Linked DNA regions of Mus musculus: regions 2, 3 and 4 are each linked to region 1. The links are chromatin contacts, called in public Hi-C and HiChIP or PLAC-seq maps. All regions are on one chromosome and are shown on one strand. Each heading gives the region's core, a stretch centred on a gene start, on an enhancer-like site or on the middle of the called end of the contact. The rest is flanking DNA. Distances are from core to core; before and after follow the strand shown.

Region 1 (7,924 bases), core at 2,236-4,735:
CGAGAGCTATGGGACAGGTTTTCGGTGTTTTTCTGGAAAGCCATCAAGGTCAGTGAGTATTGGGAGCATAGCTCCTCACAGTGGCGTTGGGAGCACAGCACGAAGATCTCCAGAGAAACCAGGAATGTTAAGCACACAGGGTTGCCTTTCCAACGGAAAAGATGCTCAACCTGTTCTTCCTTCAGAAAGCTGAGAATTGGAAGGGTTAATAGCCTGGTGATCTGTGTTATCTGTTGGGCCAGGCCATAGCCAGCTCCTATAAGCCAGGACCTGAGATGGCTAATGATCTAAATTAAATGACCCTTACAGCCAGCGCCTCCCCTAATCTCCCACAACCAGGACCAGAGGTGGCTACTAGCTCAAATGACCTCTAAGCTATCCGTATGACGGAGACCAGGCCAGACTCTTAGGCTTTTAAGCTAGTGCAGGTAGCGTATCTCTAGAACACATCTTCTTGGAAGAAATGACGACTACTCTGAGTAGGGTTTCAATGTAATTACACTTCCCTGCGCAACAGGGCTTCCATTACACCAGGAGACTTTTTTTTCCCCTGTTCTAAATTATACTGTGCTTAGTACATTGGGACTAAACTGGCAGTTATTAGACTCCCCAGAGTCTGAGGAAGCCGATCTGCATGGGTTTTCCATTCTTACTCTTCAGTCGTTCCTCCCTGTCTGACCCCTGCAGGGCCCCTCACAGCTGGGGTCAGCTAGAGGCAGGTGAGTGCAGTGGGAAGGCCATCCTCCTTGCAATAGACAAAGACTTCAGGGGAATCAGTTCCAGCTTAAGGAAACAGTGGGGTCTTTTATCCCACAATGCACATTAACGAGACGCTGGGGTTCAGGTCTCCTTGCTGGAGGAGTGTCCAGGGGAAGTTCCTTAGCCTGTGGGTCCTCAGAAGCAGACCACCCCGAGTTCCCCACTCCCACCCCTCTCCTAGGCTGCCACTCAGCCTCCCAAGTGCTAGGCGTTATGCTAGCTTCATGTGCTGCTTCATGTTAAAGTGTGCCAAACCGGAGTGTTAGCAGTGCGCTTCACACAAGAGTCAGAGCTTGCAGAGTGCTTCCTCGGCCGTGTCTAGAGTCAGCTCTCACACCGGAAGAGAGATGGGGCTGTATTTTTAGAAGACTTACCCGCTCTACTTTAAATAGGGGTTTATTTTTGCAGCCCCACTTGAAGAATGGTGTGTTAGATCGCTCCATTGAGCTTCAAATATGCCAACCTCCTTCCACCCTTTCCCCAAGCTAGCAGACCACTGAGCACCCTACAGAAAACCTGCATCCATCAGAGGCCCTGGGCCTTATTATTAACCCTTTTTGTCTCAGTTGAATCTAAGAAGAAACAAGTCCCTCCTGAAATACTATATCTCACCAAACACAAGACCTGGCAGACCCAGTTCAGGAAGTCCCACTAGACAGCCACCAGCTTGCTGGGGTAGCAGCCCTCATTTTCTGGAGGCGTCACTTCCCCACTTTCCGGTTCTTTGCCACTAGCGGTTCTGCTGTTAGTAGATTGTCCTAGTAGGTCCAATCAAAATTAAGTGTCACGTTGTATCTTTTTGATACAGGGGCTCATGAATCTCAGACTGGCCTTGAGCTTGCTTTGTAGCAGAAAATGGTCTAGAATGTCTGAGCCTTCTGCTCCTACCTTTTGATTATAGAAGTGTACACCACACCTGGTTTATGTGACACTGGGGCTTGAAGCCAGAGCTTAGGCATGGGAGCAAAGCGCTCTAGCAACTGAGTACACCCTTGTCCCCCTCTCCCTTTTAAACTAAAGGCATTTCTCACCAATTCAAAGAGTGGCCTGCATTTCTTCAAGACACCTCCAGCATACCCTGGTGGTCAGAAAACGAGGAGAGAAGATAAAGGTCAGGGGACTTCTGAGTTAGGAAGAGAGAGCCAAGGCAGGAGATAAAGGCTCAGGATGGGATCTTAGGGGAGAGGAAACTCAGGCCTCTGATACTGATGCTGTTTGCTCCTCCTACTCTGATGGCCGGAAGTGCCCTGCTCAGGCGCGGGCGGGCGAGCGAGCGGGTGGGGAGCCTCTGCCTGCAGGCTCAGACTGCCTGCTGCTGGCCTGCGATATTTATAGTACCTATCTCTCCGGTTCTGTCTCCACCTGGATCTATGAGGTCTATGGCTGCCACATGTGTAGGGACTGTTCTGGGGGGTGGGGGGCACATTATCGATTTAAGTGGCTGGCGCTTGGCCATGGATGCAAGCTGGGATGGAAGCTAAGAAGTCTAAACTGAGGGCGGGCAGGGGAAACGCCAGACTGCAGCTCCTTTGTGCAAAGGGCTTGGTGGTTAGGCCTGGTGAAACCGGGGCTTTCCAGCTCCCGTGTCCCAGCAGCCGCGGCTGTGGGCGTGGTGAGGCAGGTGTGGGTGGCCAAGGATCTGTCTCAGTTTCCTCCCCGCCCTGGTGGCAGCTACTCAGAAGAGTTAAAGGCAAAACTGGCAAGAATTTTTCTTTGTAGTAGGAAAAGAGGGTCCCAGAGAGTTCACGGTGACAATCCTCTTTTCAGACACACAACTACCGGACTCCACGTTTGCAGACCTGTTATCGGCCGTGCGCACCTTCAATTTCCCCTAACCACCAACTACCTCCCTGGTTGCTCTCAGACAGCAATGACATCATTTGAACATATATAAATAACTGACCTCTCTGCCTTCCAAGCAGTGATTGTGGTTCGGAGCACAATGGTTAAAAGCAAGGAGGACTCCATTATCAGACTTTTTAAAGCTACAAAACAAACAAACAATCAACCCCCCACCCCTAAAACAAAACAACGAGAGCACAGGCTGGGCATAGTGGCTCACAGCTTGTCATTCCAGCACTAGGGGAACTGAAGCAGGAGGGTTGCCTACGAGTTCGAGGCCAACATGGGAAACTTTGGCAAACCGTGATAGATAGATAGATAGATAGATAGATAGATAGATAGATAGATAGATGATGCAAAGTGAGAACCCAGTCTAGACCAGGCCCAGCAGGAGTTAGCCACCTACAGGTCTCCGAGTAAAGCCCGCTCTGACTATTTCACTGACAAGCCGGGCTGGAAAGAGGCCAGCACAGGATCTTATGACTGGAAAGCAAAATAAAGAACAGCAGCAACGACCTAGAGAAACGAAAATACACTTGACACTCTGTCTCTGTCTTTCTTTTTCACATTTAACCTTGTCGCAACACAGATGAGTAGGCCGGGGTCACCGTTGCACAACAGTTTGGGAACTAGGTTAAGGAACTTGTAGTTTCAGACCCAGACGCATGACACTCGCGTGGGCGCTAATGTCCGCCCGGCTTTTCCACGCGGGCCGGGGACAGGTTCTGGCTGGCACAGCGGTACAGGTCTCAGGCTGCTGGAAAGGCCGGTTTCGTGGCCTGGGACGAGGGGGCGGCTGGCCGGGATCCGGAGCTGCACGGCGCGGCCAGGGCAGCTGGCAGTCAGCTGGTGCCGGGGCCGCGCTCGCTCACTCGGAGGGAGGCGAGCCGGCCGCATACCGCGGGGCGCAGAGGAAATAGCTGGGATTCCTCCCGCGGCGCCGCGCTCCCGTTCCCGCGGGGAGGATCGGGGGCGCGCGCCAGCGGTCCGCAGGCTCGTCCCCCGCACTGCCCGGGGAATCCTCCCCGAACCCCACCTTCAGCTCCCTAGCCACTCCCCGCCAGCGTGTGGGTGCTCAGAGGCACCGCGTGTTCTGGTCTTGCAGACTCTCCAGGCCAGCCAGGCCTCCTGCTTGTTGGTCTCTGACTGAGGACATGCGACAGCGCCCCTGGGAAGGCCAGCTAGCTGCACAATGGTCCCCACCCCTGCAGAGGATGTACCAGACCGGATGTGCTCTCTGTGACCCACCCCACTGATCTCGGAGCCTGCTCCAGGCAGTGGGCCCCTAGAGGTGCCAGCTTTAGCCTTTGGAAAGCTGTTGCCAGTGATGTGAACATTTCTGTCTAGGCTTCGAAACCGTCCTTGAGATAGGGATTTCCCACTTGGGGTGGCAGGAATGAGGCTAGCCCCTCAGGAACTGCTTGCTGCCAGGTGGTAAGGACGGGGTGATGGAGAAAGGAGGACCCTTACTCTAGTAAGGGCCTAGAGTGGGACCCTCTCTGACTGTATAGGCACAAGAAGGAAATGGAGACCCTTCTTTTTGGTTTTTTGTTTGTTTTGTTTTTTGAGACACGGTTTCTCTGTATAGCCCTCGCTGTCCTGGAACTAACTTTGTACACCAGGCTGGCCTTGAACTCAGAAATCCGCCTGCCTCTGCCTCCGGAGTGCTGAGATTAAAGGCGTGCGCCACCACGCCCGGCTGAAGAGTCAGGTGAGAAGGCTCCTCTCTTCTGAACAGAACCAACAGTTTGATCAGGTTAGGGATTAGGAGGTGGGAAGACAGAGGGCGGATCCTAAGTGGGGCCCACGTAACCTTTCCTAGGAGTTTGGCCCCTATTGCTTGGAACAGGGGTGGACGGATCTAGACTGTCTCTCTACTTTCCCTTGAGACGATTGCTTTGATTGATAATACATTTGGCCTGTTGAGATGGCCCACCCGGTAAAGGTGCTTGAGGCCAGGCCTGACGATCTGAGTTCAAACCCCAGGACCCACACGATGAAAATGGAGATCACACACAAAATGTTCAGCCAGGTCAATAGTCTTCTATTGTCTGTGGATTCTCCCCTGGGTCTTGCACTTTGTCCGTTTCCATGGCCTATATACGATCGGACTTTCACACTGGATTGTGAACAAAGGCTTTTCTCACACTGGATTGTGAACAAAAGCTTTTCCGTGTATCTTCCTAGTTAGATGTTAGCTTCACCACGCCAGGGCCCTGGTGAATCTCATATACCTTTGGGGACCTACCGTCTAGTAGTGTTTACCTTCCAGTATAAAGACTGCTTAAATGTTTGTTGAATGAATAAGAAGGATGAGGAGGGAATTGGGCAGGCCCGATACTAACAACATAGACCAGAGGCAAAGCTGGCCAATATGGAGCCAGCACACAGAGGGTACTTGCCACCTGCTACCCAGATCCAGGATGGGAAGGTCCTGGGGGCTTGGCTCTGTGTCTCCCGAGGCCACACCGACTCGTGGACATTCCTGTCCCGGCTCTAGGTCTGTCTATCTTGGTCGTATTGGTAGAGCCCCGTTTTCCCGATCCCCTTTACTTCCATGCTCCCCCATTCCTGGACAGCCTAGAAGGTTCTGGTTTCATGCAAATTGATACTATTTGGTCATTCCGATGGGGCTTATAAGTGGCCTAGCCTGAGACAGAGGACAGAAATGGCTTTCACTAAGCTGTCTGCCTTCAGGACAGAGTGACTTTAAGCTCAAAGCCCAAGTGCTGCTGTATCTTATGTTTCACCCTTTCAGGCCATCCAAGTAGCCAAAGGTCTGGAGAGGGGACTCTCTCCTCTGCATAAGTTCCCCCTGAACCCTGGGAGGACAGGAGGCTGAGGTCAGGCCTGTCCATCAGTGAGAGAGATCCAGACATCATTTCCAGAACTGCCTCTAGACACTCACCCGTGAGAACAGCCCAGGCAGCCTTGGCAAAGGCTTCCAACCCGGTCAGCTCACAGCATCGACAATGGTTCTGGGAATTCCAACTCTCAAAACCCCTACATTTTTTTCATAAGAAAAAGGAACATATTTTGGCATCTTTGTTCCTGAAACAGGAAATGGCCAAGACAGTGACCTCCAGTAGCTACTTCCTCCTCCAGTGTTCATAAGGGGGTGGGTTCTGTCAGTCCTGTTCCCCACCCCCCCCCCCCCGGGATCAGTGGGCATAGACACCCCAACAGGGGATAGTAGGGACTGACAGGAAATGTAGGGGTGGGGATGGAAGGAGAGAGTTCCGAGGAATGCACAAGCCCAGTGGGCTGGAGTTGGGGCCAGTGGGTGCCTGGCATCTGAGGGCTACTTAGTCGGATGGTTACTTTTATCATTTTATGGAAAGAACATCACCGCTGTGACCTCTTAGGGGTTCAAGCGGAATAATTCAAGGTTCCAAGGTTCTGGGACCTGGGCCGTGTGTGGACTCTGGGCTGGGGAGGAGTTAAGGCGTGGTCTCAGTCAAAGGCGTGGTCTCTCCCAGTCAGAGCAGGAGAGTAAAGTGAACCCCCCTGGGGTGCTGAGGGGGGTGGGTGTGAGAGGGAATGGAGACCTGGCAGAAGGAACGGCAGAGACAGAGGGCCCTCTGAGTTGTACGGATTTCCCTAGAGCCTCCTTCCCTCCTGTCCCTCAACCCCGGAGGTCTTGACTCTTGATCCGCACGGATACAACAGACCCAGTTCAGAGGAAGGGATAGGGCAACGGGGGAGCACTGGAGGGTGGGGGTGCAGAAGGGCAAGCAGCCCTGCAACCATTAACGTTTTCACATTCCTGGCTCCTCACCGAGAGCAGTTGGCTAGGCTGGTCCCTGTGAATAGGTCCTTGCTGGCCCAAGTTCTTGCTGTAAAGCTGGGCTTTTGTGAACCCAAGGGAACTGATGGCGGCGGCGGTTTGCAGTGAGAAGAGTGGTAAGATCCGAGTTGCTTGGGTAAAATGTGCGGAGCAACGGTCTCCAGGCAAGCAGAGGCATCCTCCTTTCTGGACCCGCTAGTGAAGGGCACCTGTGGCGGTGGACAGGGTGAGCAGAGGTCACAGGCTTGGCTCTGAGACAGACAGGTGAGAGGTGGACTGATGATGGAGACTGTGGTCAGAGGGGCTAGGAGGATACTGGGGATCCGAGGTCCTATAGGTCAGGAGGGTGTTCCTCAGACTCCAATTCTGGGGTATCTGGCTTAACTGAGCACTCCTCAAACTGGGAAGAGGAAGGCAGAAGGGGAAAGGTCTGGGGATCCCTTTAAAGCCCGGGATGCTATAGAGATGCTGTCCCTTAAGCTTTATGTCTCTTCCCAGGCTGGAAGTGTCCAGAGCACTTCTCACAGGTCCCCGGCACATACCAGGTATCAAATAAAAGTCAGCTGGAAGGGACGATCAGGGTCAGAGGCCCACTGTGAGCAGGTGGGGCCAGCTGGTTGCCGCAAAGGCTGACTTCTGTCACCTTGCCTTGCGGACAGACGGCTCAGTGGCTTCTGTCAGTGGGACTGTGAAATCCACTTCCTGAGCCAGCCTTTCTACTTCTCATTTTCTCTGGGTCCTTTTGTCTTCTGTGTCTCCCATAGAGACCGTCTGTCTATCTATCTATCGATCTATCTATCTATCTATCTATCTATCTATCTATCTATCTATCGTGTGTGTGTGTGTGTGTGTGTGTGTGTGTGTATGTGTGTGCTCACACACACTTATGTGAGTAATCGAGCAATGCATGGGTGTGTGCTGTACCTGTATGTGGTGTGTGCACATGGAGGCCAGAGGTTGCTGTCAGGTGTGTCTTTATTTTTCACTTTCCACCTTATTTTTTTTTAAAAGATTTACTTATTTTTATTTTATGTATATGAGTGTTTTGCCTGTATGTATGTATGTGTGTGTGTATATATATATATATATATATATATGTGTGTGTGTGTGTGTGTATACACATATGTGTGTGTATGTGTGTATATGTGTTATGTGTATGTATGTGTGTGTGTATATGTATGTATATGTGTGTGTGTATGTATGTATGTATGTGTGTATGTATGTATGATATGCATGCCTGGTACCCTCAAAGGGCTCTGAAGACGGTAATGGAACCCCTGAAGCTGGAGTTACAAACCATTGTGAACTTCCATGTGGGTGACAGGAACCAAGTCTGGATCATCTTTAAGAGCAGTAACTGGGAGTTTACCCGTCGAGCCTTGGCTTCAGCCCCTCCGCCTTAGTTTTTGAGACTGGGTCTCACTAAATCCAGACTGTGCCACTTTGGCAACACTGGCTGCCCAGAGAGCACCAGGGGGTCGGCTTGTCTCAGCACTGAATTATACAAGTGTGTTCCATGCCTAGCCTTTCACTTGG
Region 2 (7,134 bases), core at 3,883-6,382, 530 kb before region 1:
ATGCCAGCATGCCCCAGGGGAAATAAGCCAGAAGAGAGAATTAGAACAGGGCTATTACACAATCCATCACTTTTCCTGCCCAGCTGCCCTGGCTCTACCCCACTTCTCTTCCGGGGCCTGTTGCTTTGGTTTTCTTCACACACCGAATCTTATCCACACTACCCCTTAAACAGTAGCCATGCCATTGTGAAGGTTTAGGGCACCTCCAGCTGTGCCCAGTGGGCAGTATCAGTCCACAGCAGGCTTTTCCGCCAGGTTCCCGTGTGATGGTGGTGGAGTCATAGCACGCAATCGTGCCAGCGTAATGAAAGGTCAGCGCATCGGGCCAGCCAAGACTCCATCAGCTGAAGCGGGCGGGAGGAGTCCATCTGCTGAGGAGGTCAGGGGAGGCGTACTCAGCCCATCTGCTCTCTCCTTGCTGGATTTTTTATTTTTCAAATTTAGTCTTCACTGTGAGAAATACTCTGCTGTCTGAAGATCTTGATGTCCCATCCTGCTGCTGTCGGCTTCTAATTATACAAGCCTGCAAGCAAGCAAGCCCACTCTAGAAATGGAATTCCTGTCTTTACTGCTCCTTGGAATTAAGTAATCGAAGGCAATTTCTTTGTAAAGATATCACACCCCTTAATGTGCAAAATATACATGGGGGATATAACACTATCTACCTACCTCAGCTTCCTCAGTAGCTGGGCCTGTAAGTAAAGAGCATTGAGTCCCGGAGTCACGTTAGGAGAATCACACTCTGAGGTAAGAAATAAAGGTAACTGGGCACTTGTGTAGTATGTACAGTGCCCAAGTTCAATCCATATATATACATATGACATGGACACCACACTCTCGAACTCAAAGTAGCTTTGGTTACCTGCATAAGATGGGGCCATGTCCCGTTAAACAAACTCCCATTCATGTTCTTGTAGGCATTGCTAATTAAACTTACTGGGTCACAAAAATACAAAAGACAAAAAAGTTGGACAGAGGATTCAGTGGGAGGGGCCCAGTGGAAGGGGAGGGATTCCATGGGAGGGGGAGGGGATTCAGTGGGAAGGGGCGGGGATTCTGCAGGAAGGGGTGGGAATTTAGTGGGAAGGGGTTCAGTGTGAGGGGGAGGGGTTCAGTGTGAGAGGGAGGGGAGGGCGTGGTGGTAAGAATGACCCAAATTCATTAAACGCATGGATGAAATAGTTTATGAATAAAAAATAAGTCATAAGGAACAAGCTGACATTTAATTTATATATAATATATAATTCACATAACTATAAAACTGGTTGATATCCTAGCTTTCCTCTTCCAAATAAAACTTTAATAGCTATTTTCCAAGTCCTCCTCCTCCATCGTCCTTCCTTTCTTCCTCTCTTTTTCTTTTCCTTTCCTTTCCTTTCCTTTCTCTTCTCTTCTCTTCTCTTCTCTTCTCTTCTCTTCTCTTCTCTTCTCTTCTCTTCTCTTCTCTTCTCTTCTCTTTGTGTGTGTGTGTGATAGGCTCTTATATAGCCCAGGCTGTCTTCAAACTTGCTACTATGGAGAGGATGGCTCCTAAATGCTGGGATAACAGGTGTGTACCACCTTACTCACTGGAGAGCTACTCTGTGTGTGTGTGTACACACAGAGACCGGAAGTCAACCTTGGCTATGCTCCTTAGGTGTTGCCTATTTTGTTTGGTTTTGTGTGTTCTGTTTTGTGTTTGTTTGTTTGTTTGTTTGTTTGAGATGGTGGCCTGGAATTCACCAAGACGGCCAGGCTGAATGGCTGGAAAGTCCCAGGGATTGATCTTCCTTGAGCAGGATTATGAACAGGTGTCTTCTTAAAACTATATTTACTTATGCTTATGGGTGCTTTGTCTACATGTCTGTCTGTGTGGCACATGGGTGCTTGGTGTCCTCGGAGGCCAGAAGAGGTCATTAGATCCCCTGGGAGTAGAGTTGTAGATGGTTGTGGGCTGCCATGAAGGTTCTGAGAATCAAATCTGGAAAAACGGCCAGTGCTCTTATCTGCTGAGCCATTTATCCAGAGTGCCCCTCACACCCCAGTTCTGATTTTCAGAGACAATTTCTCTATGTAGCTCTGGCTGTCCTGGAACTCACTCTGTAGACCAGGCTGGCCGTGAATTCAGAGTTCGGCTTGCCTCCTATGTGCTGGGATCAAAGGCGTTCACTACCACGCCCAGGTCTCTCCGCCACACCCCTGCTTTCAAAAGTGAGTTCTGTAGATGAGATGCAGGCCCTTGTGCTGGCAGGACTGGCCCTTTTTCCAACTGAGCTATAGGTCCACACTGCAGATAGAACCTTAACACTTACTGAGCACCCACTATGAGTCAGAGGCAGCAGACTTCATTTAAACACCTTCTACCTTCAAGTGACTCTTTGCATTTTCTCTTCTCTTTTTTTCCACTCTCCTGAAAGCCGGAAAGGAAACACTACAGGGGTGAGACACGGAAGGAGAGGCTTTGGGAGCCAGAGAATGGAGCCCACAGGTTTCTGTTAGACCTTCAGTCTGAGTAAGAAACAAACAAAATGAAATGAAACCAAAAGATTCCCGAATACCCACTGCATTTTCCTATGTATTTGCAAACAGACACTCGACTCTTATACCCAGGAAACATGAACATCACCCAAGAGCATGCCTCACTCAGCACAGCCCAGGGTCCTTGTTCACCTAGAGGACGACACAAGATTGGGAGTTCAAATCCCACCGCAGTTACCCATTAACGATGTGACTTTGGGTGAGTCACTAAACCTCTCTGGGCTGTTGATTTTTTTTTTCTCCACTACTGAAATGAAATGATGAAATGATATAAAAGTATAAATGATGTCATCGTGAGAGCAGCTCTGTAAGGCGGATGCCATCACCACTTTACAGATTGAAAGAGGAGAAAACAGGTGTGAAGAAGCCAAAGGCCTCACGGGAGCAGGAGGGAGAAGTCCGAGATTCATTGCAGCTCCTGCAAACACTTGGCTACCTGTCTCCACTGCCCATGGTACAAATGCCTCTATTCCCCTGCCCCGCCGCCCTTTCTTGCGCTCTCAGAGGCACAGAGAGCTTCCCTTAAAGGGCCTATCCCTGATAACTGGGCATTAACGTAGTGGAACCCCTGTAGCAGGTTCTCTGTCTGCCAGCAATGCAAATGACATCAAAGCACCTCTAAGTATGTCGGCAAATGGGTGGGTGACAGCACAGGGCCCGACACTAGGACGTACCACACTGAACATATCTGCGCGGTATGACTGTCAGATCAACCCTGCCTTTCCAGCTCCCTGCACCGAGGCTTCTGACACATGAGCCCGTCTGCACTGGCAGAGTCAGTTCTGTTGGGTGGAGTCAGTTCCGTTGGGTGGAGTCAGTTCCGTTGGGTGGGTGCTGTATGTGGTCCGACGCCTTAGGACTGGCTTAACCCACACTCAGTGCTTGTTCTCTGACCCTAGTCTGTACCAGGGCCAAGTAAAAGACAGAAACTTTCAGGAAAGCAGTATGAAATTGTCTGTCTATTTGGGGGTAGGGGAGGGTGTGTGTGTGTGTGTGTGTGTGACAAGGTGATCTAGAATGGAGCTCAGCTGTAGACTGCTTCCCCCAAAATAAATGTGTGTTGGTGCACAAGGCCCTAGGTTAGACCCCAGTACTGTAGACACTAGGCATGCTGGCACCTTTGCTACATCTGGCGTTTGAGGGAAGCTAGGATACATGGCATCTTGTCTCAAAAGAACGAAAAACCATTTTTTTTAAATGTCTGAAAAAAAATTCCTTCTTGCAAATATCAAGAGCTCCCACCACCGGGAACCGGAAGTCCACCTGTGCTTGCTGCCTGCCGCTGTGGTCAACAATGCTGGCTTATGTTTCTGCTGCTATGATGTTCCAACCTCACCTCGGGCCCAGAAATACAGAACCAAGGGACATACACTTGGAACTCCGTGGGATCGTAAGCTACACAGCGATTTCCTGCCTAAAAGTAAAAAAAGCACCTGAGAGGCAAGGACAGGAGGGGAGATGAGTGACAGAGAAGAGACAGGAAGCTGGGAGGCGGGACACTCACTGGAAGCAGGTTGTCTGCAGCCAAATTAGTTTCCCCTATCTTCACAGTCTTGTCCATCTGTTGGCTGTGGTAATTAAGTACCTGTGCTAATTGGTTTCAACATTGTATCACACGGGGTAAGGCTTTTCCCCGTGAATCTGTACCTGCTTTGGTATTTGATAATAGAACTAGGAGATGGAAACTTACTACACTAACCAGATATTATCCAGCACTGAGGTTAGTCAGGACCTGGATCCTGAGAGAATAAGAAACACGGTCACTGTTCCAAGGAAAGGGCCCACTAGGAATCTGTTTCTGTAGCAGTATGGCCTCAAGGCACCAAATTTATCCCTCTGATGGCTTCCTGACACTTGAGACCAAGTCTCTTAAAAAAAAAAAAATCCTTTGCCACGGCTCCCTCTTCTCCCAGAAGGGGGCGCTAGAGAGCTACAAGTATCCTTCTGTTCCAGTCAGCCACACCCTGTTAGCACAAGCAGCTTGTTCCAGTCCTAGCCATTCAGTGTAGCTCTAGCTGTCCTGGAACTAGCTTGGTAGACCAGGCTGGCCTCGAACTCAAGAGATCTGCCTGCCTCTGCCTCCCGAGTTCTGGACCATCACCGCCTGGTATATCCTCTGAAAGCTTCTAAATTGAGATACTTCCAGTTTCTGTGCCCTTTGAACTCAAGGACATTCGCCGTGTTAGTTGGTCTGCTCTACCGTCCAGCTGTTGTTCTATTGATGTCTTATAATAACTTAGCTGTTAAAACAGTTAATATAGCTTCTATTTCTACACTTGATCTTAGCCCAAAGGCCGAGGAGCCATTATAGTTCCTATTTCTAAATAGTACTCACATTGCTTTTAAAAAATATTTTCGGGCTGGAAAGATGGCTCCGCTGGGCTCACAACCAAAAATAAAGAGAAGCATGTTTAAAAGTTTTTATCTTATTTTTAATTATGTGTGAGGGGCTATGTGCACACGACTGCAGTGAAGGTGGAAGAGGAAGTGGGAGTTAAAGGCCCCTGTGAGCCACCAGGCACGTGTGCTGTGTCTTCTGCAGAGAGAGTATGATTCTAACTCCTGAGCGGTCTCGCCAGCCCCTTCTGCTTTAAGATAAGAGTCTGGGTACGTAACCTGGGCAGGTCTAAAGACTCCTCCCACCACTTCCTCCTGAGTGCTAGGGCTCGTGTGTGGACCACCACACTCTCTGCTTGCTGGAGCAGTTACTAGAGAGTGATTCTGAAACTCGTTGTCCTTGACTTAGAGTCCATCTGTGCCCATATTTGGTAAACTGGGGAATTACAATCCACTGCACTAGGTCTGTTTTCTTCAACACTTTCCTTTGTATAATTTATATTGTGCACCTAAGTGCCAGGCTCTGGGCACAGAGATACAATTGTGTGCCCTAACAAACCCATCCCAACCAGAGATCTTTTTGCGTGAACCGAATGGGAAGGCACAGGTTAGTTGGCTAGCACACGGCAAGGCATGTTGTCACCAGCCTCCTTTTTGAGCTGCGACAGCGGATCAAAGAGTTTTGAAGAAAAGACTGGGTATCTTTGGGAAACGAGGCAGGTGTCACCCGCGGCGAGCTGCTGACTTGGTCAGTATGGCGTCAGGAACTCATGCGTGCTGTGCCCCTGCGTCCTCTTCAGAGTGCAGAGGCAGTGACCTTGCAACAGCCTGCATTCATTCAGTGAGAAGCAGGGCAAGCTGCTCTGGAGGCGAAGCCCCAAGGAGAAGAGGGCCATGATGCTGGGCACCAGGTGCTGAAGAGATGACCTGACCGGAGCTGCCGTACAGGTCTGGACCTGGCTGCAGAGCGGCCGTGTGAGGTGCGAGGGAGACTTCCAGCACTGGTTACTGCAGAGACTGGTGAAGGGCTGGGGGTGTGGCACACTGGTGGACTGCTTGTCTGGTGCTGTGGCTTGAATGTGCAATGTCCCCATAAGTTCTGCATTCCACCACTTGGTCCACACACAGTGGCCCTGTCTGGGGAGCTGCAGAAGGTTTAGTAGGCGGAGGAAGCAGACCACTGGGGTCTTACACTCTGGCCCCATTTCCTGTTGACTGCATTTCGCAGATGCAATGTGACCAGATGCCACTCAGGCCTGCCCCGTGCCTTCCTCATCTCGCTGGACTATATTCCCTGGCTCTGTGAACAAAATAAAACCTCCCTTCTTTAAGTTCCTTTCTTTAAAAGTTGTTTTTTTTTGTGGGTATGAATATGTGGATGTATATGTTCAAGTAGGTACATGTATGTGCAGGTGTGTGAGAGCTTTAGGGATCTGTCTACACACACACACACACACACACACACACACACACACACACACACACACACACACCTCTGCTAAAGCTGCAGACACACGACACCTGGCTTTTAGGTGGGAGCTGGGATCCAACCCAGGCTCTTACACATGTGTGGTAGGTACTGTACTGACTGGGCCATCTCACCAGCCCTTAAGTTGCTTCTTGGTAGGTATTTCTGACACAGCAGTGAGGGAGGTGACAGACGCATGTAGCTAGCAGATATAGAACCCTGGGTTCGATCCCCCCCACACTACCTAAAATGGGCATGATGGCACACACCTGTACCCAGCCCCTGGGAGGGAGGGGCCGAAGAACAGACTCTCAAGATTAGTCTTTAACTCCATAGTAAGTTTAAGACCAGCCTATCTCAGAAAGGAGGAGGAGGAGGAGGAGGAAGAGAAAGACGAGGAGGAGGAGGGAGAGGAGAGAGCACAACCTACTTTCTGCTCTGCAGCAGGACTCAGGGAAGCAGAGGACATGCCTAGGTGGAAAGAAAGGAGCCAATACTCCTTTAAGTCTGAGCCCAAGGCCCCTCTGTGGGTGAGGAGAAGCTGAAACGAAATCCCATTTCTCCCTCTGACCTCCTCTTTGCTTGGTCTTCTACTGCCTCCTTGTCAGGCACACGAGGGACAGGGAGCCAAAGTTCTTACTGCCCTGACAGTGTTTGTGTAAACCTGCGATGCAGCCAAACCCTTGAGAGGCACATTTATAGCACGTGATATCTTACAAATACAAACTAAGCTCTTCACCCGCTAAGCTCTTCACCCGCAGTATTTTACCCATCTTGGCATGATGATGGCCATCGAACGCCACAGAAAGGGA
Region 3 (7,314 bases), core at 4,043-6,542, 550 kb before region 1:
GGAGGTGTAGGGCGTCAGGGAGTGGGAGGTGGGGTGGGGGTGGGGATAAGGGATTGGGGGTGTGTGCTGCACTGGCTGCTGGCATTTCTGTTACAGTGACCCAGAGCCCAAAGAACAGACAGTAGCCCCTTCCGGCTGCCCGTCCAAGATTCAGGCTGAGCTTGAACTTCTTTTTGCTGAAAACAAATCCACTTGGATGGAATGTTCTCCAGTGCTCTCCCAGCTTCTGTCTTGAGTGTAGCTTGCTCCACCACATACATAGGCTGTGTAACCCCTGCCGAGTCATTCTGTTTCCGAGCTCGAGTTCTACCTGGGTTGCACACACCCGGCGTTAAATGTGATCCTAGGCTGTGCCAACAGAAAGTAACAAACACGGCTTAGCTATGCAGTGCCTGGACTCAGCAGGAGGCCTTCAAGCAGAGCCCAGCCTGAACCAGGCTGCCCCAAAGCTGCCCAGATGGAATGTGGGCTCCCTTGACCTCTGTTTTCACAGGTATTACGTGGGGGACACTGAGGATGTCCTCTTCGAGAAATGGTTCCACTGTAAGGACCTTGGCACGCAGTTAGCACCCATCATCCAAGAGTAAGTTCCCATTATGGGCCCCTCCCTCAATGCCCCATGGCCTGGAGCCATCAGGGGTGGGAGTTTAAAAGAATCTCCCACCTCCAGGATGGGACGAGCCACTCTGCAGGGTCGGGAGGGGAAGCACGATGAAGTCCTGTGAGGGGCTATGAACGTGGGCTGGCTCCTGCGTAGGGTATATACCTCACCAGCATCTTAACAGAAATGCTGTCGTTCCGTCCTCTCGCCTGGTCCCTGCAGGTTCTTCCACTCTGAGCAATACCGAACAGGAAAACCCAACCCTGGTGAGCCCCCTCGCTTTTCTCCCTCCCTCTTTCTCTCTAGTGGGATGGGTCTTGACGTGGTCCCAGGAGCCTCTTCCTGAATCCTCTGCCTAGTAATTAAAGTACTGAGCAGACAACACCAAGTAGCAACCTGTATGCCTGCCAAGTCATTCGGCTGCACCCAAATCCCGAACTGGCCTTGAGTTAAGGCTTCTGGGTCCCGGCTATACTGGGGCTGGGTGGCCTGAGCCTGAAGGTCACTCTCCATCACTGTGTCACTGGCGCAGACCAGCTGCTCAAGGAGCTGCCATTCCCGCTGAATACACGGTCCATCATGAAGCCCATGTCATTGAAGGCCTGGCTGGATGGCCACTCCAGGGAGCTTCAGGCAGGCACATCCCTAAGCCTGTTTGGGGACAGCTATGAGACCCAGGTAATACAGCTCAGGGCACTCAACAGCCAGCCAGCCAGCACCTGAGAAATGGGAATCAATATCTCTCTCTGTCTCTCTCTGTCTCTCTCTGTCTCTCTCTGTCTCTCTCTCTCTGTCTCTCTCTCTCTCTCTCTCTCACACACACCCACACACACACACACACACACACACACACACACACACACACACACACACACAGAGAGAAACTTCAGAGGCATGAGAACGGCCTTCCTGTTCCCTCTCTATCTCCGAGATTAACAGTGTTGCTGTGACTGAAGTTCTCTGGGTGCCTTCATGGTCGCAAGGATGCTTTGTGTACAGAGTGGGAGGTTCTATGTCCACTGTCACCTTCCTGGGAATCGCTTACCTCCCCTGGGCTTTTGTCACGTGGGAACTTGGAAGCTGAAGAGGGAGCTATTTGGCAGAGGCTGGGCAGCAATGTGTTAGAGAACATACAAGCTGGCCTTTCATCTAGAATTCCTGCTGCTCTAGGCTTTGGTAAGAACAAGACAGTTGCTATGGACAAATTAACCCACAACTGCCAGTCACGTGACAGCTCATTTACTAGAGAAAAACAGAAAGTCATAGGAGAATAACTGGAGGAGGTCATGTGCACCTAGAATGTTTGATTAAAAATTTTAGATTTGTTTATTTTATTTTGTGCTTATCGGTGTTGGCCCGCATATGCGTACATCATGTGCTTGCCTGGTGCCCGTGGAGGCCAGAAGAGGGCGTTAGACCCTCTGGAACTGGGGTCACAGATGCGTATGAATGTACTGGGAACTGAGTCTGGGGTCTCTGTGATCTTCACCACTTAGCCATCTCTCCGGCCCTGGGTAGAATTGTAAAGCTAGTGTAAGGGTTTGCAGGAGGGAGGTGGAGGGAGTGGTTTGGAGGAGGAAGAAACATAAAGGTCAGAAGAACTGAAACAGCCTAGCCCTGTAAGCAGCCGAGGCTGGCCAGAGCTAGGTGGGAAGGCTAGCAAGGAGGCTGGACTGCTAGCTGCTTCCAGAACTCTGCTGCACTAGACTAAGGGAGGGGCCATGTCCTAGAGACATCGGGGCTTCGCCCACATGTTGGGGGAGAAGTCTAGAGTGAATTTCAGAGCCATCAGCCTTTCATTGTGATGTTGGGCCAGAGAACACCTACAAGGATGCTGCTATTCGCATGTGTGATGGGTTTCCAATGGCACAGCCTGTCACCAGGAGTCAGCGAGATGGCTCATTGGGTCAAGGTGCTATCTTAGGGTTTTATTGCTGTGAGCAGACACCATGGCCAATGCAAGTCTTATAAAGGACATTTACCTGGGGGCTGGCTTACACGTTCAGAGCTTCAGTCCATTACCATCAAGGCAGAAACATGGCAACATCCAGGCATGATGCAGGCAGAGCTGAGAGTTCTAGGTTGCTAGCAGAATACTGGCTTTCAGGCAGCTAGGATGAGGGTCTTAAGCCTACGCCCATAGTGATGCACCTACTCCAACAAGGCCACACATCCTAATGGTGCCACTCCCTGGGCCAAGCAGAGACAAACTATCAGAGATGCTTACTGTATAAGCCTGGCAATCCAGGTTTGATAACTGAGACCCACAAAAACGTGGAAAGAGAGCTGATGCCACAAGTCATGCATGTATGACCACATGTACACACATCATACATTCACATATAATGATGATGGTAATGATGAAGATAATCATGATGATGAAAAAGAAGATGAAAAGGAAGGAGAAGAAGGAAGAGGAGGAGGAGGACAACAACAGCAACAAGAAGAACAAGAAGGAGGAGGAAGAAGAGGAGGAGGAGAAGAAGAAGAGGGAAGAGGGCAAGGAAGAGGAGGAGGAAGACTTAAAAGTTAAACAGTGGTCACTCCAGGGCAGGAGGCTGGCAGAACACAGGTTTAGACTGCTCTTCCAGTACTAGGGACGCCCAAAGCTCCACCCACCACAGCCGTAGCTAATGGCTTCTTCCTACTCTGTGTCTACCTGCTCTAGCTCTCCTTTGCCAATTGCCATTAACCCCTCCTTACAGCCTGCAGGAGCGCAGGCTCTCGCTAATCATAAGGCCAGCAGGCCCCAGCCTCATGTTCTCCCCAGTCAGACGTTGAACACTTCACAGGAAGGGCAGTGGAAATCTGGGGGCCCGGGTTGGGTGTGTCTGAGTGTGAGCTGGTGACACCCATGAGGGCGTGTGTGTGTGTGTGTGTGTGTGTGTGTGTGTGTGTGTGATCCCTTTCTGATCCCTGACGAGTAGGCTCGTCACATGGGGAGGAGGCTGTGGAAGTGGGCACATCTTGTCCCTCGAAGGTGATAATGGTTAAGGGCCAGGGTTGTGACTATTTCCCAAATGGAGCAGAATCCCAAAACGCTCTGCTTTGTCTTCCCCAGGTCATTGCCCACGGACAAGGTAGCAGCAAAGGCCCAAGGCAGGATGTGGATGTGTGGCTGTGGCAACAGGCAAGTGGGATCCCAGGTTTGGGTGGCACCATTTCCTGTCCATGGGGGTTGGTTTGTCCCTGGACCTCAGGCTCCCATAGTGAGAGTTACTCTCAGGGCCTTCTTGCGAGGCAGACTCGGGGACATGAAAGCGAGAGTTGAGGCCTGATGTGCCCCCAGCCTCTTCTGTGGTTTTGTAGTGTTGGGGATGGAACTTATGGCCTCCTTATAAGAGCTCTACCATTGAACACCCCCTGCTTCCCCGTTCCCACACCCACCATGCATGTACTCATGTATGTGCACACACACACACACACACACACACACACACACACACACACACTTTTCTTATTTCAATGCAGGGTTTTGCTAATTCACTCAGGCTGGCCTTGAGCTCAGCCTCATCAGCCTTCACTTGGTTCTGCTGTTCTCTCACAGGAGGGCTCCTCTAAGGTGACAATGGGAGGGCAGTGTATAGCCCTGGCCCCAGATGACAGCCTGCTGGTGCCTGCTGGAACCTCGTGAGTATATGCCAGGACTTTCTGAAGCCATGACAATGATGCCCTTTTCCCTGGAACCCTTGGGCTCTGGCCTTGCCTGACTCTTATGTATCTGTGTCCCCACAGGTATGTGTGGGAGCGAGCACAAGGCTCTGTGGCCTTGTCTGTGACACAAGACCCTGCCCGTAAGAAGCCATGGTGGTGACCCTCCTGTGTGCGCCCCAAGCAGCCACAGGGTGCCTGAGTAATGACCTGGTAGCTGCCCATTTCCAGACAGCTCTTTCAGCCTCATTGCATCTCCATGGACATCAGCAGGCCCCTTGAGTGGTTGAGAGCTGTCACTGGCATCAACCCTCCTGCCTAGCTCAGCCCAGGATGCCAGACTCCTAGGACATCAGCAGTCCCCGATCTTCTAACAGCCATAGCCCTACACTGTCCCCATGTGCCCAGCAGCCTGACACTAAGAAATCTCTCAATAAAGGCATCCTGCTGAATGAGTACTTGCGAGTTTTAGGTGGCAGACCTGTGTTCCCCTGTCATGTGTTACTTGGGGACAACAGTTGCCACAGGGAGTTAGAAGGCCTGTTAATGTGTGTCATCACCTCTTGTGGATAGGTGGTTCCCTGTGCATGCAACCCTGATCCACACCCGCTCCGCATCCTGCTTATAAAGCCGCGTGCTTCTTTGTCTCTCCCTCTGTTCCCTGTTCATTCATTTAGTTGTTAACATACTTAAAAATAACAACAAACCCCCACTCTGCTGAGTTTCTTTCTCAACCACAGAAGTTATGTTATGCTAATTATGGAAAACAGAAATACCTCAAACACAGAGTTCCCCACCCCCAGAGGTAATCACTGTCATAGCTTCTACAAGTGGAGGAAAGGCAAGTGGGACATCTGTAGCTCAGAGAAGGACTTCAGCAAGAGGCCTGTAGCACTAAGCCTGCATCTGCACAGAGCAGGCCTTCCTGGGCAGCCTGGGCTCAGGGAGGGACTTCAGTGAGAAGCTGACAATACTGAGCCTGCATCTGCACAGAACAAACCTAGGCTTAGAGGCAGAGCTTCAAGAAAAGGGAACTAGAGCCCAGTCTCCCTGCCCTAGCCTGGTGGCTCACTGCTCTGACACACTCCACAGAAGGTCAAAGGGGACCTGACTTGGCTGAGGGAGCTTTCTGGCCTTGAAGGATATGACATCAGCACCTTCCTATCCCAAAGCTTTTCTATAAGCAAAGAAGGACCACACTGGTGCCTTCAAATGTCCACTGTCCAGGGTGGCCTGGTCCGTGCTTGGTGGCACCAGTGTGTTTCTCTGTCCCAGATCTGGGAAGAGAACATGCCATGTCTAGAGATGCTGGGGGGGGGGGGGGTCAGAACACAGAAGGAATGGCTCCATCTGTCAGGAAAGGACAACCAGGCTTCCTCGTTTTCTCTTCAATGCTCTCCACAAAGGTGACAATAACACCTGATTTTACAGAGGACAATTTTCTTAACATTTAAAATATGCCCCCCCACCACCCCCCAGCCATAGCGAGAAAGCTGTAAATCCCAGCAGCTGCCATTTGAGGTAGGCCAGACATGTAGCTGAATGGCAGAAGGGGAAACGGGACGTGCTTCAGAGACACGTGAGGAAGCCTGGGCTTCTGAGAAGGTTGATTAGAACAGTGGTAGCAAGAGGACGGGAGAGCCGTGCTTCCCTGAAGAAAAGACTTAACAGAGCAATTGGGCCTCAACTCCACAGGCAACCGCAGCACAGATGGGAATTCTGGGAAGGAAATGGCACTGCGTCATCAATGGAAAACGCGTCCCTCCAATCCCCTTAACATGGCTTAACAAACATCTACCTCCCTAGCCACGTTAGCCAAGGAGTTGATTGCCCTTCCCAGCTAGAATGCTAGGTCTCCCCCAAGTCAGAGAGTGCATTTTCTTGACCAGAAGGAAATAGTTTCCCCTAAATGGGCGTTACTGCTACTGTGACGCTGATGATCAGGGTGCCTCGGTGGGGGCCTCTGCTCTCCAGGGCTCTGGGTCTTTCACATGGGATCGAATTCCCTCTCCATAGTCCCCTGGGGTGGGGGTCAATCCATGTTAGACATGTTTGAATCACACAGGTCTCAGGGTCAGAGCCAGGCAGAGGCCCAAGAGAGAGACATTGTGGAGTGGAAAACAGGGGAAAGCAGGCAGGATGGAGGCCAGACAAGAGACAATGGATGCACGTATTTTGAAACCAGTGTGCATGGTGCCTCTACCCACTTCCCACTTTCTGAAAACTCACCAGTGATCTCAGAGGAAAGCCAGATGGCAGGAAGGGCTGTGGGTCCCCTGCCCAGCCTCCAGGTCACCCCTGTCTGTCCCTGGCTGCCTTTCTGTCTGCACTGCCTTCTCCTGCACCTGCCCCCTCCCTTGGCTTTCACTGTGGCTTTTCCATCCCAGGAGTATCTCTACCAGGGAGCAGGAGGCCAAGCCCGGGCCAGCCAGCCTCAGTCAGATCAAACGCTTCCAAGTCGGCTGCCTCTCCCATTACGGAATTGCTGACACCACCACCAGTGGATTCACGCCACTGTCACTGTCACTGCTGGCTACCCAGAGTGCCTGTCTTCCAGGAGTCTACCCAGGTGTGTACTCTACAGGATTAGAGCAGCCCTGGTGCTGCAGGGGACCACATGTCACCATCTCCATCCCCTTCTTCTGGAGACCTTTCTGTCAACACATCTACAATTAGCCGGCTGCTCCAATTCAAACTAACATGAGGGAAATGTCTGGATGCCCTTCACTGCTGCACAGCCATTTTTGCCTACCTTGGACAGGCATGAGCTGTCCTTATCCAGCTCCTAACCAGCCTTGGAATTTCCCTGTGGTTCTGGCTATACTCTCTGTCTCCATTGAGCTTGCCAGTCCCACTGCCACCTGCCCCAACTTCCCCAGGCCTGACTTCTCTAAAGGACCCCTACCCCCCCTGAGGCTGGACGTTAGGCTGCCACTACACTCCCCAGGGAAAGGAGGGCTCCCTTGGTCTGGCTCAGTGTACCTTTCTTTGGACTTGCTCTTCCATTTAAGGAATGGAAACCATGACTCTTGACCCTTGCCAGCTACAGGAGAGAAGATGGA
Region 4 (7,398 bases), core at 2,725-5,224, 630 kb before region 1:
CAAATCTGGAAGCCTTACGCAACACATTTCTACAGCTGGCATCTGGAAGTCTGAGATTAGGGAGCCTGGCAGGGCTCTGGTGAAGAACCTCTTCCAGCTCCCATAGTATTTATGTCCTGTTATGTGCTTCTGTGGGAGACACTCCGTTGTGTCTACAAGGGCTTGGAAGCAATTTGTGAGGGCTCCAGCCTCATAACCTTACCACCCCTAATTACCTTCTAGACCCACCCCTTCAGCAGTTAGGCTCTTACTTCACAACTTCTGTGTGGACCCCAGCTTTCAGTCCACTTCATAAAGGAGGAAATCAAGACTCTATTGTGTTAGAGTTGACTCAAAGGAGAATGATAGGGAGAGCCGCCCTCTGATTCCAAATCTCCAGCCCCACCCATAACTTCTGTGTGCTTCCGGGATTTCCCCTTCTATTTCATCTCTACCGGGCTGCCTCTGCAGCCCCAGCCCAAGTCACGGAGAATACCTAGCCCAGAGAAAAAGAACTTGGCTCCTGCGATCTCTGCTGACAACTGGTTGCGTGGTCTCAGATGCATCCTTTGTTCTCCCAAGCCTTGGTTTCTCTATTTGATAGCGACGAATTAGTCCTTGTCTTTCTATCTCTGTCAGTTCATGGAGGGATCGAGTAGTAAGTTGTCTTATATAAAAAAAAGGCTTTGACTTGGGAGTCAGAGACAGAACGATCATTATGAGTTCAAGACTAGTCTGGCCTAGATAGCAAGTCCCAGTCAAAGCTGCAGATCGTGATACTAGCTGGGAGATAGGTAGGTAGATGATAGGCAGACAGACAGACAGACAGACAGACAGATAGATAATATCTTTAGAAAACAACAAAGTTCTTTGAAAATAGCTGTGAGGTGAGGAACAGCTTGACTTTGTAGATAAAGCTCCTTCTACCACTGCACAGGAAATTGGTCAAGGAGACAGACAGCAGGCAGTCCCTCAGCTCTTGATCCTCTAACTTCTGGCCATGGCTGGGAGCCACAGCGTCTTCCAGACCTCTCTGTAGTGACAAGAAACACAGCTGCTTCTCATTTACTACCTGGGCTAAGCTGGTCATCCCACCGGAGTCTTGTCAGGGTTCTCTGGGCCATAGCCTCTAAACAAATCCTTGTCCTTCTTTCTCTAGGATTGGGAAAGTCAGAGAGAGGCATGGAAGCTCAGAAGCCCTGCTGGAAGGCAGGCATCACTGCTGTAATAGGCTGTTGTTCTTGTGAGTATCCCACACACACCCTCCATGCCTGCAAGAAGGTTATCCATCCCTATTCCAAACCCTGGGGACTTGGGATACCTCGTGGAGAAGGCACCTGCTTTGCCCAGTCAACTGGCTTTGGCCAATGCTGTTAGAACACGTGCACATGTAGAAAGAACCAATGCTGTTCTCATCTCTACCACCCCTCTACTCTTACTCCTCCGTAAGGGCTGGCCTTCAGCTTGATCCCAGAATGGACATCAGGGTATGAATTCCAGGGTGAGCCCAGTGTGTACCAGGAGGTAAGAAATACAGTACTACATTTAAGATTCAGGCACATTTGTTACTGCAGCCTTACCTAACACATGCTGACTGATGATGCTCTGTCCAGTTCCTCCAGTCTCTGAGCTGAGTCGCATCCACTTGCTTGTAGCTGAGGATCTGGAATCGCTGCTCTGTTTCTACTTCCTGGGTGGAGGCCTCCCTTCCCCTATGGCTCCTCCTGGGCATCAGATGTGGGGTATGGGAACTCTACCTTGGGCTCCTGAATAGCCAGGCCCTCTCTCCTCTTTGATTATAACTGTTCACCCTTCTGCTCAAACTTCTCAAGCACACTTTCAGAGAATTCCCAAACTCTTGCCCTCACTCACATGAATGGCCTACGTGCCACTCACTCCTGCAGACAGCACGGGGCAGCTAAAGGAAGCCAAATTCAGGCACTTCCTCTGTCCTTCCCTTCCTTGTCATGGGGTCCCACAGGCATGTCCAGGGGAATTCCTTCTTCCAATTCCCATGAGAAATAAAGCAAGTCTGCTCAGCCAAACCCGCACCTCTCCTCCCAACAAGGTCTGGGCCTGTGGGGGAAAAAAGCCAACAGCTCTCAAGCCAGACTTCTCTGTAGCTCTGGTCTTGAAAGACGGCCTGTAACTGTTGTCTTTGCTGTTGCCTGAGGTCCCTCCCACCTCGGGTATGGGGCTCTCTACTCTCTACTCTCGCCATCCAGGTCTCATCCCATTTCTCTGTACATAAGGCATAGATGTTGTGAGTGAGCATCAGTTTGGAGCACAAAACACTGTCTTCTCTCTCCTCGAAGCAGGAATTGTGAAGATTCACCCTCCAGGCTGAGAGAAAGCATGACTAAGGAATAGTATTGAAAAACAACCCATTCCAACCATTGTGATGGTAAATTCTGTGTTTTCAATTGCAAGTCTTTAAGTTTTAAATTTTTTAATGAAAAGTTCTTTTCTTAAAAGAAAAATAATAATCAGTTCAAAGCCAGAGATAGTGGCACACATCTGGGATTCTAGCACTGAAAAGGCTGAGGCAGCAAAATGACAAGTTCCAGGCTAATCTGGGCTACACAGTGAGACCCTTTCAAAAAGAGAGACTGAAAGGGTAAGGGGTGGGTTTGGGGTTTTTGTTTTTTTTTTTTTCACTTCTAATATATCATTGGCCAACAAACTTTGGTTCATTTAATTTCTAACTAAAGCATGAATTTCCATGAATTTCCAACACAGTGCAGCCTATAGGATAGAATGCAACATATCCTATAATTCAAATTTTTCTAGAAGTCAAGCTTATAAAGTAGAAAGAAACTGATAAAAATCATTCAAACAACAAGTTTCCTTAACTCAAGATACGGTTTCTACATGACATGGTGGCGAACAATAATAATAAGCGATTTTTCTATTGTTCTTGCCTTCCTTTTCCCTGTTTTTAAAAAGCCACTGTAGGCAGATGCGGTGCTCTCTCTAGTGATCCCAGCATCTGGGAGGCTGAAATTCAGTGGGTCTAAGTCTGAGGCAAGCGATCCTGGGCTGCATATCAAGATCTTGTTGGAAACAAAAGAGAGAACACAGAACGAGAGAGGAGAGAAATGGAGGAGAAGAGAGAGAGAGAAGAGAGGGGAAGGAAAAGCAGAGATGCAGTTAAAAACAGGCACAGAGAAAGCAGGATGCAATTGAGAGTCTCCATCTCGTCTGGTACCAACAATGATCACTTAGAATCAGCCAAAACCACTGACTAGGGATAAGAAAGACCATAGAATTTATACACTCTGATTTTTTTTTTCAGGGATCAACCCCCTCTCCCAAAGAATGTACAAACAGAAAGGGGCTTGAGATGTTTCTCAGTGACAGGGCATCATCTCATAACAGGCCACCCTAGAGCTGGCGCTAGGGGTCACTAATTCAGATAGCCATTTAATGGCCAATTCTCTGCTGTTGGACCCTTTCCAGTCAGTTTTCAATTTAGACCAGGCCACCAGGACCACCATGTCAGTCAAGTATAAACCAAGAGCTATGTTTGAAAGCTGAGGCGCCCCTGTCGCTGGCTTGCTCAGGAAACCCAGGGAAGGCCTCCCATCCCTGCCTCATTCACTTAATGATGAGCATGAAAAAGAGACTCTACCCCATGATAAAGACGGAGGACGTTCCAAATAATCATACCAATAATAACTAAAGACCATGTGTTCACTGAACCTTGGGCACATCTCTCCCAGGAGTATCCATATTTCAGGTGATCAAAATACATGCCTGACAAGAGATCTCTGTATTCTCTGTATTGAAAGCTCAACTCTGCTGGCTGAAAATGAAATTTAAACTTTTTTGAAATGTAAGATTTGCTGACTAACTTATTTTACTTTGTCTACTTTATCTGGTTGTTCTGGGAACGGAAGCCTGAGGCGCTGTAGGTGCTAAGTGAGAGCTGCATTCCTAAGCCCACTTCACCTTGGAGCTCACCAAAGCTGCTCAGGGTGGCCTTGAACTCACTGTGTAGCCCAAGCAGCTCTTGAACTTGGGATCTTCCCGCCTCAGCACCTCACCTCACCTCACCCCACCCCACAAGTAGCCGAGCATTCCTCACCAACCCAGTTTCATTTCTACACATTCTTGCAAAACAGCAAGCCCCAGAACTGTCTGTCTCGGCCAGTTACAGTCAACAATCCCAGTTTAAGGAAGAAAGCCCGAGGTGTAATTAGAGCATCACGATGCAGTACTGCCACCTGTCGGCAGCCTCAATCCCAGCACGTTCCCCAGGAGGATACAATCAGCTTCTAGGACTGTTTCTTTCAAAATGTGCTCTCTGATCCACGTAGCTTGTTAAAAATGCACATTGCTGAGCCATGTAGGACCCGAGTCCACATGACAGACACCAAACAGCCACACTTAACTGAATGTCCCAAGTGATCTTTATGCACAGTAAACTCGAGAAAATGATCAATCTAAAGGACTTGTCTAATCGATGCAAGCTGAGAAAACTCAGAGGCAGCGAATGCTGGAGAACTCGTTTTCCCTGATGCTGAACAGAGCGAAGACTGCTATTTGTTGAGTCTGGTGGGATCCACAGAGTTGGTTTATGTAGAAATAACACCTTGTGCCTAGTACACAAAGCTAAAACAAACCTAAGTCCCATCTCCCTGTCTCTGTCTCTATGTCTCTTTCTGTCTCTGTCTCCTTGTCTTTGTCTCTCTCTGTCTGTCTCTGTCTCCCTGTCTCTGTCTCTTTCTATCTCTCTCTTTGTCTCTCTCCCTCTGTCTGCCTCTCTCTCTTTCTCTCTGATGACACCCCAAAACCCTGTCATCAGGTACCTGTAGCTCCCCTCCCTTGTCACCCCAGCCCAACTCTGTCCCCTTCACATCTGGATCCAGCCAGCTGCTTCAGAGCCCTCTCACTTCACCTCCATTCCTTGACCCTGCTGCTTTATAAACCTTGCAGTACTCACTACCCGTCAAGGTGACAGCTTGTCCCGTATCACCTTCCCAGAGGCCTCTCTGGGGAACCTTTTAGGCTAAACTAGGTTCTCCCCTCCTTGCTAACCACAAAAATTTGCTATATGCAACCACATTGCCTGATACACACATCCTGCCCACACGCATGACTGTAAACTCTTCACAGGCAGAAAGAGCTGTGTCTCCAAGAGTCCCCAACCTGGCAAAACCTCTACCTTGTAGCTAGCAGGCTTCCCTCAGCCTTTGTAGAATGAATATGTATTTTCAAAAACAACAAGAAATCTGTCTGATTTTTTTTCCCCAATGGTAAAGCGGTAAGACTGGGAGGGTGCAGGGAGAGGGCAGGAACAGAGCAACCTGGGAATGTCCTCACCACCTCCCAGGAAAGGAGCGATTTCCCCAGAGGACAGAGGCCTGTCACATCTTGCCCAGCTAATCTGACAGAAGCCAGCTGCAGTGGTTGTCCTGCCCTGGGGAAGACGTGCTGGGGCTGGGAACCACTTGCCACTGTTTGCCCCTGGGGACAGGGCCACAGGGGAACGGTAATTGACTTGTCTCCGAGATTTATTTATTAATTCCTAGCTGCACCATTTGATGTGGTTTCCAGGAGGCACGAGTTGAAATCTGTTCCCTGTCTTTACCCCACAACCCAGTGAAGCAATGGTCCCTAGGGAGCCCGGTAAACCTCAGGGCCAGCTCACCAGAGAGACTCCAGGCAGGCAGGGTCTAGACATGGTGCCCACCACACAGAAGGGCTGAGCTCCTGTGATGCTGCAGATTCTGATACTGGTAAGACTGAGTAAGAAACCTCAGGAGGATGCTTAGGAGGCCTGGATCTCCGTGGGATGTGTAACCGTGCTTTTGGGCTACTTTATTGGGTTCTTCTCTCTGCCATCCTTCTCCTCCCCCAATGCCCCCCACCCCCAGCCCTGGTAGAAGAAAGAAGCCTAGAAGGAAAGGGGGCATAGATTTCTTTAGACTACTTCCTGATGGTTAGGGGCATTGAGTTCTCAGGGGCAAGTCCAGTCTTTATAATCAGGATATGTGCAACCAGCAATTCAGAGGAACAGCAAAAGCAGCTTCAGGAACCAGCAATAGCAGGGAACAGCAGCAGCCACCGCTGCAGGCTCTGGCCCTTTTATAACCGCTCAAGAGTCTCCAGAATTCCAAACTTAAACTATCTCTCAGCTGATAGAATCAGGCCCTGCCAGAGCATGAGACAAAGCCTAGTCAGCCCCCATATCCCACGCCTGGGATTGAAACAAAAACATAGTCACATAACTGGGTTTTCGGAAAGAACAAAATTCTCACTACAGGGATGTCTCTAAGATGAAGCCCTCAGCCATCAGTGACTAGGAGGAACCAGTGACTAGGTAGGAAGCCCCAATGGACCAGGAGTGATGGAGCAGATGTGTTACCCCAGCACTGGGAGGCAGAAGCAGGAGGACCAGGATGACATAGCATAGGGTTAGCCTGGGCTACAGGAGACTCCACCTTAAGCTCGAGAATGTGTTTGCTTCTGCACATGCACCCACGCCCCAAGAAGGGCACCGAGGTTGTAACTCCATTGGCACAGTGATTTCTAGCATCCAGTGAACCCTGGCTCAGTCACGAGCATTAAACTGGACATAATGGGGCACCCTGGGCTACATGAGACTTTGCCATGGTGGCAATCAGAGGCTAGGAAGGTATTGTTAGAAGTAAGGGGTACTGGCTTGCCTGCTGTATGTCTTACCTGGTCACAGGCATCGTAGGTCACTGTAAGTGAACAACAGTGTTTATGCCCAAATGCCAGGTTGATGCCACTGCTCTGCTCCTTCCTGCAGGATCTGCACATCTCTGCCTGTTTCCTACAGTTAATATGAATGGGTTTGTAACCAGGGAAACAAAAGGAAGAGAGGGTGGAGAGTTGACCTAGACATGGGGCACACATGTAGGCTTGCGTTCTCCTGGTGGCACACGGCCGTGACCACACTCGAGTGAGCGAGTTGTGGTAGTGCCGGCCTGCATGCAGCGTGCTAGGTGCACATCGTTGATGGTGGGAGGCAAGGGCATTGCCCCTTAACTTTCTTATTTTCCTATCCCTTCTCTCAGGCTCTCCTTTCAGAAACTAAAATCTCTCACTTTCCTCTGGGGACTTTCTCTCCCTCTGCCCAGTGCTGTTCCCTGATTCTCTTTCTATGTCTAAAGACTCAAATATACTCTAGCCCACACCAGGAATCCTGAAAGTCTGTTTCTCCTTCCCACCCCTACAAAAAGATTCATACGCATACGCAAGCACACATGCGCGCACGCACACACACACACACACACACACACACACACACCAGACTTTGTGAGCCCCCTCTTGGAAAAGTCTTGTCTACTTCCATTCCTACACGTCTCTGCTCATGGGTACAGCAGGACCAAACCCAGATCTCCTTTCTCTGTGTGCCCTTTACTTTTGTCACAGACTCGGACCCATGCG

What was found. A called contact is a pair of places that touch in the nucleus more often than the background predicts. HiChIP or PLAC-seq counts read pairs in DNA pulled down with a chosen protein or histone mark.
Region 2: a contact with region 1 is called in an H3K4me3 HiChIP or PLAC-seq map of pro-B cells, with 5 times the contacts expected there. The contact joins two enhancer-like sites. A contact is called at or near these places in 12 of 39 promoter capture datasets (the C10 cell line, the HPC-7 cell line, cranial neural crest and 8 more), 3 of 15 datasets of contacts at CTCF or cohesin (large pre-B cells, pro-B cells and stem cell-derived epiblast-like cells), 22 of 484 Hi-C or Micro-C datasets (the AML12 cell line, the C10 cell line, the HL-1 cell line and 16 more), 34 of 115 datasets of contacts at active chromatin or transcription factors (CD8 T cells, the NIH/3T3 cell line, the SCID.adh cell line and 23 more) and 1 of 9 other capture datasets (embryonic stem cells).
Region 3: a Hi-C map of CD8 T cells shows a contact between it and region 1, with 2.9 times the contacts expected there. The contact joins two enhancer-like sites. A contact is called at or near these places in 15 of 39 promoter capture datasets (the 3T3-L1 cell line, the C10 cell line, the HPC-7 cell line and 11 more), 2 of 15 datasets of contacts at CTCF or cohesin (large pre-B cells and pro-B cells), 74 of 484 Hi-C or Micro-C datasets (B cells, the C2C12 cell line, CD4 T cells and 44 more), 29 of 115 datasets of contacts at active chromatin or transcription factors (DN3 thymocytes, the HPC-7 cell line, SST interneurons and 23 more) and 4 of 9 other capture datasets (adipose tissue, embryonic tail, liver and 1 more).
Region 4: a contact with region 1 is called in a FOXA1 HiChIP or PLAC-seq map of pancreatic cancer cells. The contact joins two enhancer-like sites. A contact is called at or near these places in 2 of 39 promoter capture datasets (HPC-7-derived erythroid cells and pre-B cells) and 1 of 115 datasets of contacts at active chromatin or transcription factors (pancreatic cancer cells).

Annotation. Positions count from the first base shown.
Region 1 is chr17:83,271,957-83,279,880 of GRCm38.p6, reverse strand. No RefSeq gene overlaps it. Among named protein-coding and RNA genes, the nearest start is that of Gm24240, 5.9 kb to the right of the region's middle. Within about 2 kb of position 3,485, at least 392 of the 459 cell types and tissues checked have an H3K27ac peak or open chromatin away from gene starts, as enhancers often do. A contact at or near this core is called in B cells, CD8 T cells, the CH12 cell line and 16 more, where this site is marked.
Region 2 is chr17:83,805,534-83,812,667 of GRCm38.p6, reverse strand. The region is part of intron 16 of Mta3 (metastasis associated 3); the gene reads right to left. Among named protein-coding and RNA genes, the nearest start is that of Gm41637, 18 kb to the left of the region's middle. Within about 2 kb of position 5,132, at least 62 of the 459 cell types and tissues checked have an H3K27ac peak or open chromatin away from gene starts, as enhancers often do. A contact at or near this core is called in CD8 T cells, the HPC-7 cell line, double positive thymocytes and 1 more, where this site is marked.
Region 3 is chr17:83,828,744-83,836,057 of GRCm38.p6, reverse strand. It overlaps Haao (3-hydroxyanthranilate 3,4-dioxygenase), which reads left to right. Exons shown (of 10, transcript NM_025325.2): 5 at 494-583; 6 at 824-867; 7 at 1,134-1,279; 8 at 3,663-3,731; 9 at 4,149-4,231; 10 at 4,337-4,704. The coding sequence ends at 4,415. Among named protein-coding and RNA genes, the nearest start is that of Gm41637, 5.8 kb to the right of the region's middle. Within about 2 kb of position 5,292, at least 98 of the 459 cell types and tissues checked have an H3K27ac peak or open chromatin away from gene starts, as enhancers often do. A contact at or near this core is called in B cells, CD8 T cells, the CH12 cell line and 14 more, where this site is marked.
Region 4 is chr17:83,900,362-83,907,759 of GRCm38.p6, reverse strand. No RefSeq gene overlaps it. Among named protein-coding and RNA genes, the nearest start is that of 1810073O08Rik, 14 kb to the left of the region's middle. Within about 2 kb of position 3,974, at least 81 of the 459 cell types and tissues checked have an H3K27ac peak or open chromatin away from gene starts, as enhancers often do. A contact at or near this core is called in pancreatic cancer cells, where this site is marked.